2 separate regions of the Mus musculus genome follow, and region 2 is linked to region 1. A link is a contact called in public HiChIP or PLAC-seq data. All regions are on one chromosome and are shown on one strand. The core of a region is the stretch at or near the end of the contact, and the rest is flanking DNA. Distances in the headings are between cores, read along the strand shown. Region 1 overlaps Phkb (phosphorylase kinase beta). Region 2 has its middle 110 kb from the start of Gm33687.

Region 1 (4,158 bases), core at 818-3,317:
CTACAGTGATCCCGAATTATTATTCACATATGCCTGTGTTTGGTGTATCATCTCTCATGCTGAAAGAATACATTTTGAAATAGTAAGGCAACTGTATCTCATGGTGTTCGTGGACCCAGTGATGTTGTTAGTGGCAGGCAACCAGTATCTTCTGTCCTATGTAGTAAAATATAGAGCTAATTCCAGCTAGCAGTCAAGTCGTGACCCTTCATTGATTTCTGAATTAGGATACCTCCAGATTATGTGAGCCTGCTTATATCTGTTCACTCCCACCTAGTGTACCAGCCTTTCTATATCTGCAAGCTTTTCTCATAATTTTAGATTGCTTTGAATTGAATTCAGGTGTTCTGTTTCTGGATGCTTCTGGATAAAAGTATCGTAGATCGAACAGACCATAAGGAGAAAATGTGTTTAATATACTTACCCTACTGAATGTCATAGTTTTGCATTGTAGTACTTTGTGGATTATCAGCTGTTTATTCTCATAAAATGACGTTGCTGACTGGGAGCTGTTTAGTACCACAAGAATCTAATTGTACCACATATTTCTAGCCTGAGAAAAGATAAAAATTTTAAGTATGTTTTCTACTGAATTGCTGTTTCTTTTATATCACTGTAAAAAAAAAAATACTAGTGTCTTGGTCACTGTTCTATTGCTGTGAAGACACTATGACCAAGGAAACCCTCATAAAGGAAAGCATTTAATTGGAACTTGCATTCAGTTTCAGAGCTTTAATCCATTATTTTGGTGGGAAGCATGGCTCTGGAGCAGTAGCTGAGAACTTTAAATTCCTGATCCTCAGGCAACAGGGTGGAGTGGGGGAGAGGGCCCTGGCTTAGGCTTTTGAAACTTCAAAGGCCAACCCCAAGGACATAAATCCTCCAAGGCCACAACTCATAAGCTTTCCCAAACATTATCATTCTTTGATGACTAAGCATTCAAACATTTAAGCCCATGGGAGCCATTCTCATTCAACCCACCACAACTACTTAAGTCCTACCTGATGATTTAACCATTTATCTGACTCCCATTGAGATCACATCCTTAGCTTTTCTAGATAGGGTTTCAGTAAGAAGATCTCTTGCTGGGTTTGGGGAGATTGCTCATTTGCCTTAGAATTATTTGAACCTGTTTTGATAACTGCCTCTCATGTTAAAGTGTAGGATATGGTGGTACACTGGGGAGGCAAAGGTGTGTACATCCTTGGGGCTTGCTCGTCAGACCTGGTAGACTTGGCAAGGTTCAGGCTTGTGGGAGGGAGGGCCTCTCTAAAAAAAAACCCAAAAAACATTGCTGTCAACTCCTGGTCACTGCGATTCTCTTGAGTCAGGGATCTATCTTTCTGTAATCCATGTGGTAAGTATTTATACTTTCCTTCTTTTTTTGACTCTTTGCCATTCCCTCTATGTCTGTGCTTTCCAGTTGCTATAGCAGAAGGATTGGGGATGGAGCCTATGACTGTTGCCTTAGAACTTTGGCTCTCCTTTCTGTTGGCACACTGGGTAACACTCCTCTAAGTTGTACTTTGTATGCAGGAAGACTGCTATCCCTGAACCACAAAAACACACCTTTCTGGTGTTCAGAAACTACAGTCCTACTCTTTGACATCTACTCTTGGCCAGTCCTTTAACAGTTGCAGTCTGTGGTACTGAAGAGCTATAGAGTATATATTTAAATCACCTAGAAGCATCAGTTCCTTTACAGAGGGAAACAAACTTGGAGGGGTGTATGATTTTTCCCTCTTAACTTAATGATAGAGTCAGAACTAGATTCCAGGTTAAGAACATCAGGGTGAAAAATAAACCCCACTAGACTGTGGCTCCGAGGTTATTTTTGTTCACATCTTGACATTCAACTCCTCTATAGGCTAAACTCACTTAATATTTTTTAGATAAAGCCCAGATTGTTGTTGTTTTAGTCTAAGCACAGCCTCACCCTTTCCGGGCTTCCGCAGAAGGCTCTATTAATCACTCCAAATTCACCACTTCTCTTCAAGTGTTGCCTAAGTAACTGTTGGCTGGGCCCAGGCTAGTTCCCTGTGCTTTTTCACTGATTTGGCTTTTTTTAGGTCTGAGCAGTTCTTTCAGCATCTCCTGGGACAACTAGGGTGATACTAGACTATGTTCTTTCTCTCTCTCTCTCTCTGCTGATCATTCTCCAAGGCCTGTATTAAATGCTCAAAGAGCACTTCAGTATCTATTTATAGCCACGGCAGTTCTCAACTCCCAGTTACACATCCAGCTAATTTCACATTGCCTCTGGGGTTGCATTTAAACCTATAACTTCTTCATTTTGGTGAAGATTCAAGTTTTACTTATAAAGTATCCGTTGAATCCTAAGGCCTAACCTTGGGGAAAAGTTTTCTGAGCATTAACTTATAAATAGACTCTTATGTTCGACCAAATCCTCACCTTGCTTCATCAGTAATTCTGGTGTTTGAGATTAAGGATGAATGAAAAGTAAAACAATTAAAATTGATATTTACTTTTTAAGGTTTATATTGTTTATATTGTGTTCTCCTTGTTTTTTAGTAAAGTAAAAAACAGTAAAATATTAGATATGTAGCAGTTTAAGATTCCTTTAGTGACCGTGTTATTCCTATGGCATTCATTGTTTAAGGCAACTGCTTGGTATTTTTTCTTTCTTTCTTTTTGATTCTATTATTATTATTAATTATTATTTTATTCTTCTCTCAGATATTATATCCAGATTGCGGTTTCCCCTCCTTCCTGTCCTCCCAGTTCCTCCTCCACACTTCCACACCCCATCTATTCTTCCTGCTATTCTCTTCAGGAAAGGGCAGGCCTCCCATGGAGATCAACCAGACATGGCATACCGAGTTGCAATAAGAGGATGCACCTTCCCAGTAGGAGGAAAGTGTCTCAAAGGCCCTTGTTCCCACTGTTAGGAATCCCACAGGAAGACCAAGCTATACAACTGTAATAAATATGCAGAAAGCCTAGGTCAGACTCATGCAGGTTTCTTGGTTGTCAGTTCAGTCTCAACCCATAACAGCCCAGGTTGGTTGATTCTGTGAGATTTCCTGTGGTGTCCTTGATGTCTCTGGTGTCTACAATCCTTCTTCTCCCTCTCCCACAGGATTCTTTGAGCTCTGCCTAATGTTTGGCTATAAATCTCTGCATCTGCTTCCATCTTTGCTGGATAAAGCCTCCTTGATAACAGTTGGGCTATCTGACCTCTGGGTCCTAGCAATGTCAGGGTTGAACACCCTCTCATGGCATGGGTCTCAAGCTAGACCAGTCATTGTTGGCCACTTTCACAATTTCTGCATCACCTTTACCCCAGCACATCTTACCAAATTGTAGCTTGAAGGTTTTGTGGCTGGGTTGGTGTCCAAATTCCTATTCGGGCTCCATATCCCCTATTGCTAGGAGTCTTAGCTAGAGGTACCTGGGAGTTTCCATTACACTAGGTTTCTAGCTTGTCCCTGAGATAACCAATTACAGTAGTCTCTTGTAGTATACACTCTCTATCTCGCCTCCCTGAACTTGATGCCTCCTGTTCCTGTCCCCACCCACCCCTCGTCCACTTGTGTGGAGGACTAAGAGTTCAAGACCATGGCTACATAGTGAATTTAAGGCTAGCTTGGGGTGCATTTGACCCTAAGTCAAAAAAATAAAAAGATAAAATCCACCCCCCCATGAAAACAAGACTAGTTACAAAGCTACAGTAATTTAAGATTGTATGATTTGTCTATACAAACAAACATTGAGATCAATAGAATTAACAGTCCAGAAATAAATCCATTCATATGGGGTCAATTCATTTTGATAGTACAATGACCCAATTAAAAACAGTCTTTTCAGTGTGGAGTCCTGGAACCAATGGATATCCACATGTAAACCAATAGATCTGTATCTCACCTCATACTATGTGCAGAAATAAACTCGATGTAGTTCAGGGACCTTACTTAATAGGAACTACTGTCGATGGTTAGAAAGAAGCTAAGTGGGGCACTTGTGATATAGGATTACATGGTGGTTCTTAAGTCTGGGGCTTAAAACACAAGCATCACAAAAGGAGACAATGTTTCATATAGGTTTTTATCTGCAGTGAAATTTTTCTGGGTTTAATGCATAGTATTGGACATTATTTGCTTAGTTATTATATGCATTATATGTAATATATGCATATTA
Region 2 (4,289 bases), core at 313-2,812, 460 kb after region 1:
GTACACTCATGCATGCACATCCACACACATGCACACACATGCTCACTGTAAATACATATGTAAATAAAATATTTTTAAAAATTGAAAAAAAAGAACTAGGTAAGTTATCTCCCTACTGGAGAAATGAATGAATCAAACTTACAATATGTCACCTCACTCCAATTAAAGGAGCTATTTAAAAAGGCAAACATAAATGCTAATGATGATGAGGATAAAGGGACCTTTCATGCATGGTTGGTGGGAATATAAATTAGGAACCTACAAGTTAAACTATATCCACCGAATTGCCTACCTATCCCACTCCTGTGTGTACATCTAAAGCAAATGAAATCTGTACACAAAAGACATAGTTGTTTGTCCATGTTGATTGCTGTACTGTTTGTAATAGCTAAGGTTGAAACAGCCTAGATACCCAACAATAGATGATTAAAGAAAAAGCAATACCAACAAGTGGAGTGTGTGTGTGTGTGTGTGTGTGTGTGTTAAGGGGGGAGGTGTTCAGCCATAAAAAACAACAACAATGAAACCCTGTCATGGTAACAAGATGGATGGACCTAGAAGACATTACATTAAATGATTCAAGCAGAGAGACAGAACACACATTGTTTCATAAAGGAAGCTAAGGGAGTTGGGTTAAATGTGTGTGTGTGTGTGTGTGTGTGTGTGTGTGTGTGTGTGTGTGTGTGTTGGTCAGCACCCACTTTATTCATATACTGAAATATCACACTGCATCACAGCAATATGTGCAACTAATACATGTTAACAGAAATAAATTATCCTAAAATGCGCCTACGTGTTGAATAGGGAAGCCTGCAGCCCTCTGCTCAAAAGATATCATTTTGCTGGCAGACAGGCAGTATTGGTATATCCTATAACATTAAAAACACTGTAGTTTATAAATATTATGTATTCGGAAGTTTCTATATTGTGTCTGGGGGTTGAGTTTGACAGGGGGTAAGAGAGGACTCCCTCCACTTAACTGTGGATGCAAAGAAACTGTATTTCAGGTGGAAACGTTTGAAAACCCAGATGTAAAGAGGGGACATACAGCCAAAGTCACTATAGTGAGTGCCTGGAGAATCAGGGAAGAGAAGCACTATTATGCGCGGGGCCTTATGTGTTTAATTATAGACTCTAATTGACTTTTAATTATGTGAATGTATTACTTTGATAAAAATTAAAATTGAGGAAAGAAGGAGAAACAGCTCACAGGCATTGGTCTGCCCCTGAAGTCATGTACCTCGTGAGTCAGATTCCCATAGGGAGATTTGGCTCAGGCAGGGTCTCCTTGAGTTTTCAAACCATAAATAAGGCCTAATGGCTTTGAGAGGTAATGAACTGGCCAGCAGCCAAGAGAATCCTGATTCCTAACAGACAGGCCCAGGCTCCATCTCCAGAGTTTAGATCTCTGCTGTGGGCTTCATGCTGGCCTAACTTCTTAAGTGAAACCTCTCACTAATTTGCCCTTTGCAATGCAATCTACCCGATGAGTCACTGATACTGTTGAGAGTCTAACCAGTGCTGGAACTGAGAGAGCCCTCCCATGCAGGCCCTCTGTTGCCATGGAAACAGCACTGCTCAAGTTTCTCTGTTGCTTTGGCAACCCACTCCCATTTCCTCCCATCACTACTGCTGGGGTATTTTGCTGCCAAGATAATGGTCTCTATTATGGTTTGAATGCTAATGGGGCAGTCCTCTACCCCAGCCTACTCCAAGCTCCCTCTGTAGCTCTACACTTGAGACCTTGTCTAAGTGGCATTTCAATGAGATGGTAATGGATGCTCAAATCAGATGAAGAGGAGCTATAGTGGTGGTGTGGATGAAAGAAGGGTTCAGCTTCTTATCTTGGGAAGGAAGAAATGGTATCTATGTACTCAGAGAGGCATGGATTGGAGTGTCATCCATCAAAGGGCTTCAGCTGTGTGTCAGGCCTCAAGCCTTTTTCTCCCAGTCAGTTCTGTATACTGGCAAATAAATAAAGGCACTGCATAATGAATACCTGTATGTTCTCAGTGCTAGGCTATGTGCTTTACACCCATTTAACTCCTATTTTACAGACAAAGAAACGAACAAGCAACCTATTCAGTGTCATTGGATTTGGGGTTTAAACACAACTCTCAGCGGTTACACTAAGCCACTGCTGACTTGGGACCACAGAAAATAACAAAAGTATCAGATAGTTGTCCTTGCAAAAAGACCTTATGGAGAGTTGAGGAAGAAGTGTAAGTACAAAGGGTAGAGGTGGAAAAGAAATGCCTTACCGAGCCGGTGAAGTACGGAGCTCAAGTGTGGGTACAGACATGACAATACACAGTTCCCTGGACATGGAGTGGCGTCTAGGAAACTGGAAAGCATAGTCAGTCCCCATCCCTTACAAGAAGCAGAGCCAGGGTGTTAGCTTCAGAGTGGGTGTCTCAGCGACCCACTCAGCGAGGCTCCTGCTTATGGCGCTAGACTTGTAGGCATTCAGCAAAGAGAGAGACCTTTGTCTACTTCTTCTTTTGAGATTTGGATTTACTCGAGACCATCTGACTCTTTTATTTTGTTTTTTTTTTAAAAGAGTTGAAGTTTTATATAAAATTGTTCTAAATTTTATGGCTTCCAATTTCGAAATCCAATAATCCTATTTCCTTTACTTTAAAAGTAGATTTTTTTTTTTAGCTACCTCAAGTCCTAATGGAGTTAAAAGGAATATAAATCTTCAGTAGAGTTTTTCTAGGTCTTAGTTTTTTTCAGCAGTTCCCAGTGCTCTGCTGTGTCTTCCATATCTGCTGGTTTGGCTCCCACTCTCCTCTGTCAACTCCCGTGCTTGGGGATTTTCTGCAGTCAGGTCAGAGAGAAGGCAGAGTTCTCCAAGCAACACAGGACAGAGTCTCTGAATGCCATCTGACTCTGGTCACCTCAAAAACACTACTCAGTTATCAAGGCCAAGCGAAGATAAATTCATTTTTAGTTTCATTCCACTTGCATGTCGTCAGGGTGGCTTTTCTTGGGCTGGAAGCAAAGGTGCATGGAGGTTGGCCCAGATGGGGCTGGGGGATGGTGAGAGCATTTACATCTACATCCAGATCCACTTCTTTGTCTCCATCACTCCTCTGTCCCAATAGTTATGTGACTTAGGACATATCATTTCATTTTCTTAACCTCACTTCCCTCACTTATGAATACAAAACAGGACGAGCAATTATTCCCATGCAGATTAAACAAGACCACAACTATTAAAAAAAAGGCTTACAGTACACCAATGCTCAGCCGTTATTACCAAGGTTTACCTTTGAAGTGGGAGTGGGTGGGTTGGGGAGCAGGGCAGGGGTAGGGAATAGGGGGCTTTGGGGATAGCATTTGAAATGTAAATGAAGAAAATATCTAACAAAAAATGCCTTATAAAAATTTAACCCACTAAGCGTCTCAGGTCTCTAGAAATCCTCTACTATAAATACTGTTGTGCTTCTGCCAGTTTCAGCCTGTTTAAGCACTGAAATTGGAATACAGTATTTCATAATGCCCCCTGATACTCCTTTCTTAGGCTCCTACATGGACAGTCATCAATACCCAGAGCTTTCAAATGTCTGACTTTGCAACTGTCCACTCAGCATTTACACACACACACACTCACACACATACTACATGTACTAATACATACATACATACACTCACACATACACACATGCACACAATATTCATGCACACATTCACACACACATATATACTCACACAAACACACATACACACATCTACCCATGCACACACACTAACACACATGCATACACACATACACATGCACACACACGCTCAAGGACACATGTGCACACATGCAAACACTCACATACATGTACACACTCAAATGTATATGTGTAACAATCAAGGGCTTCAGTGAGTAAAAGGATGGCATTCAAGATGATGACTTATGCTCGGCGTTTGAGAGGCATCAAGAGAGTAGAGAGTGCATGCTGACTCGAGAAGTCCTGACTCTGGTCAGCTCTCGCCTTGCCATATGATCCTGAACCAGTTGCTTTGTCTCCCGGTGATGTCTGGATCTTCTAAAGTTGGGGAAACAGATGATGTGTAAACAAGGGAGTTGAAATTCCAATAACCATTATGAGCCCGAAGCTTATGTTTTAGTATGTTTGGCCACTTAACTCCGTGAAAGTTCATTTTAGTAAACAAAATTTTGCTGGTCCTGTGCTGTGTGGCTGGTCCTGTGCTGTGTGGCTGGTCCTGTGCTGTGTGGCTGGTCCTGTGCTGTGTGGCTGGTCCTGTCTGTGTGGCTGGTCCTGTGCTGTGTGGCT

Evidence for each region. HiChIP or PLAC-seq counts read pairs in DNA pulled down with a chosen protein or histone mark.
Region 2: an H3K27ac HiChIP or PLAC-seq map of stem cell-derived neural progenitor cells shows a contact between it and region 1, with 4 times the contacts expected there. The contact joins two enhancer-like sites. A contact is called at or near these places in 1 of 484 Hi-C or Micro-C datasets (cortical neurons) and 3 of 115 datasets of contacts at active chromatin or transcription factors (astrocytes, embryonic stem cells and stem cell-derived neural progenitor cells).

Annotation. Positions count from the first base shown.
Region 1 is chr8:85,924,279-85,928,436 of GRCm38.p6, forward strand. The region is part of intron 8 of Phkb (phosphorylase kinase beta); the gene reads left to right. Among named protein-coding and RNA genes, the nearest start is that of Phkb, 85 kb to the left of the region's middle. Within about 2 kb of position 2,068, at least 43 of the 459 cell types and tissues checked have an H3K27ac peak or open chromatin away from gene starts, as enhancers often do. A contact at or near this core is called in astrocytes, cortical neurons and stem cell-derived neural progenitor cells, where this site is marked.
Region 2 is chr8:86,388,554-86,392,842 of GRCm38.p6, forward strand. No RefSeq gene overlaps it. Among named protein-coding and RNA genes, the nearest start is that of Gm33687, 110 kb to the left of the region's middle. Within about 2 kb of position 1,563, at least 97 of the 459 cell types and tissues checked have an H3K27ac peak or open chromatin away from gene starts, as enhancers often do. A contact at or near this core is called in astrocytes, cortical neurons and stem cell-derived neural progenitor cells, where this site is marked.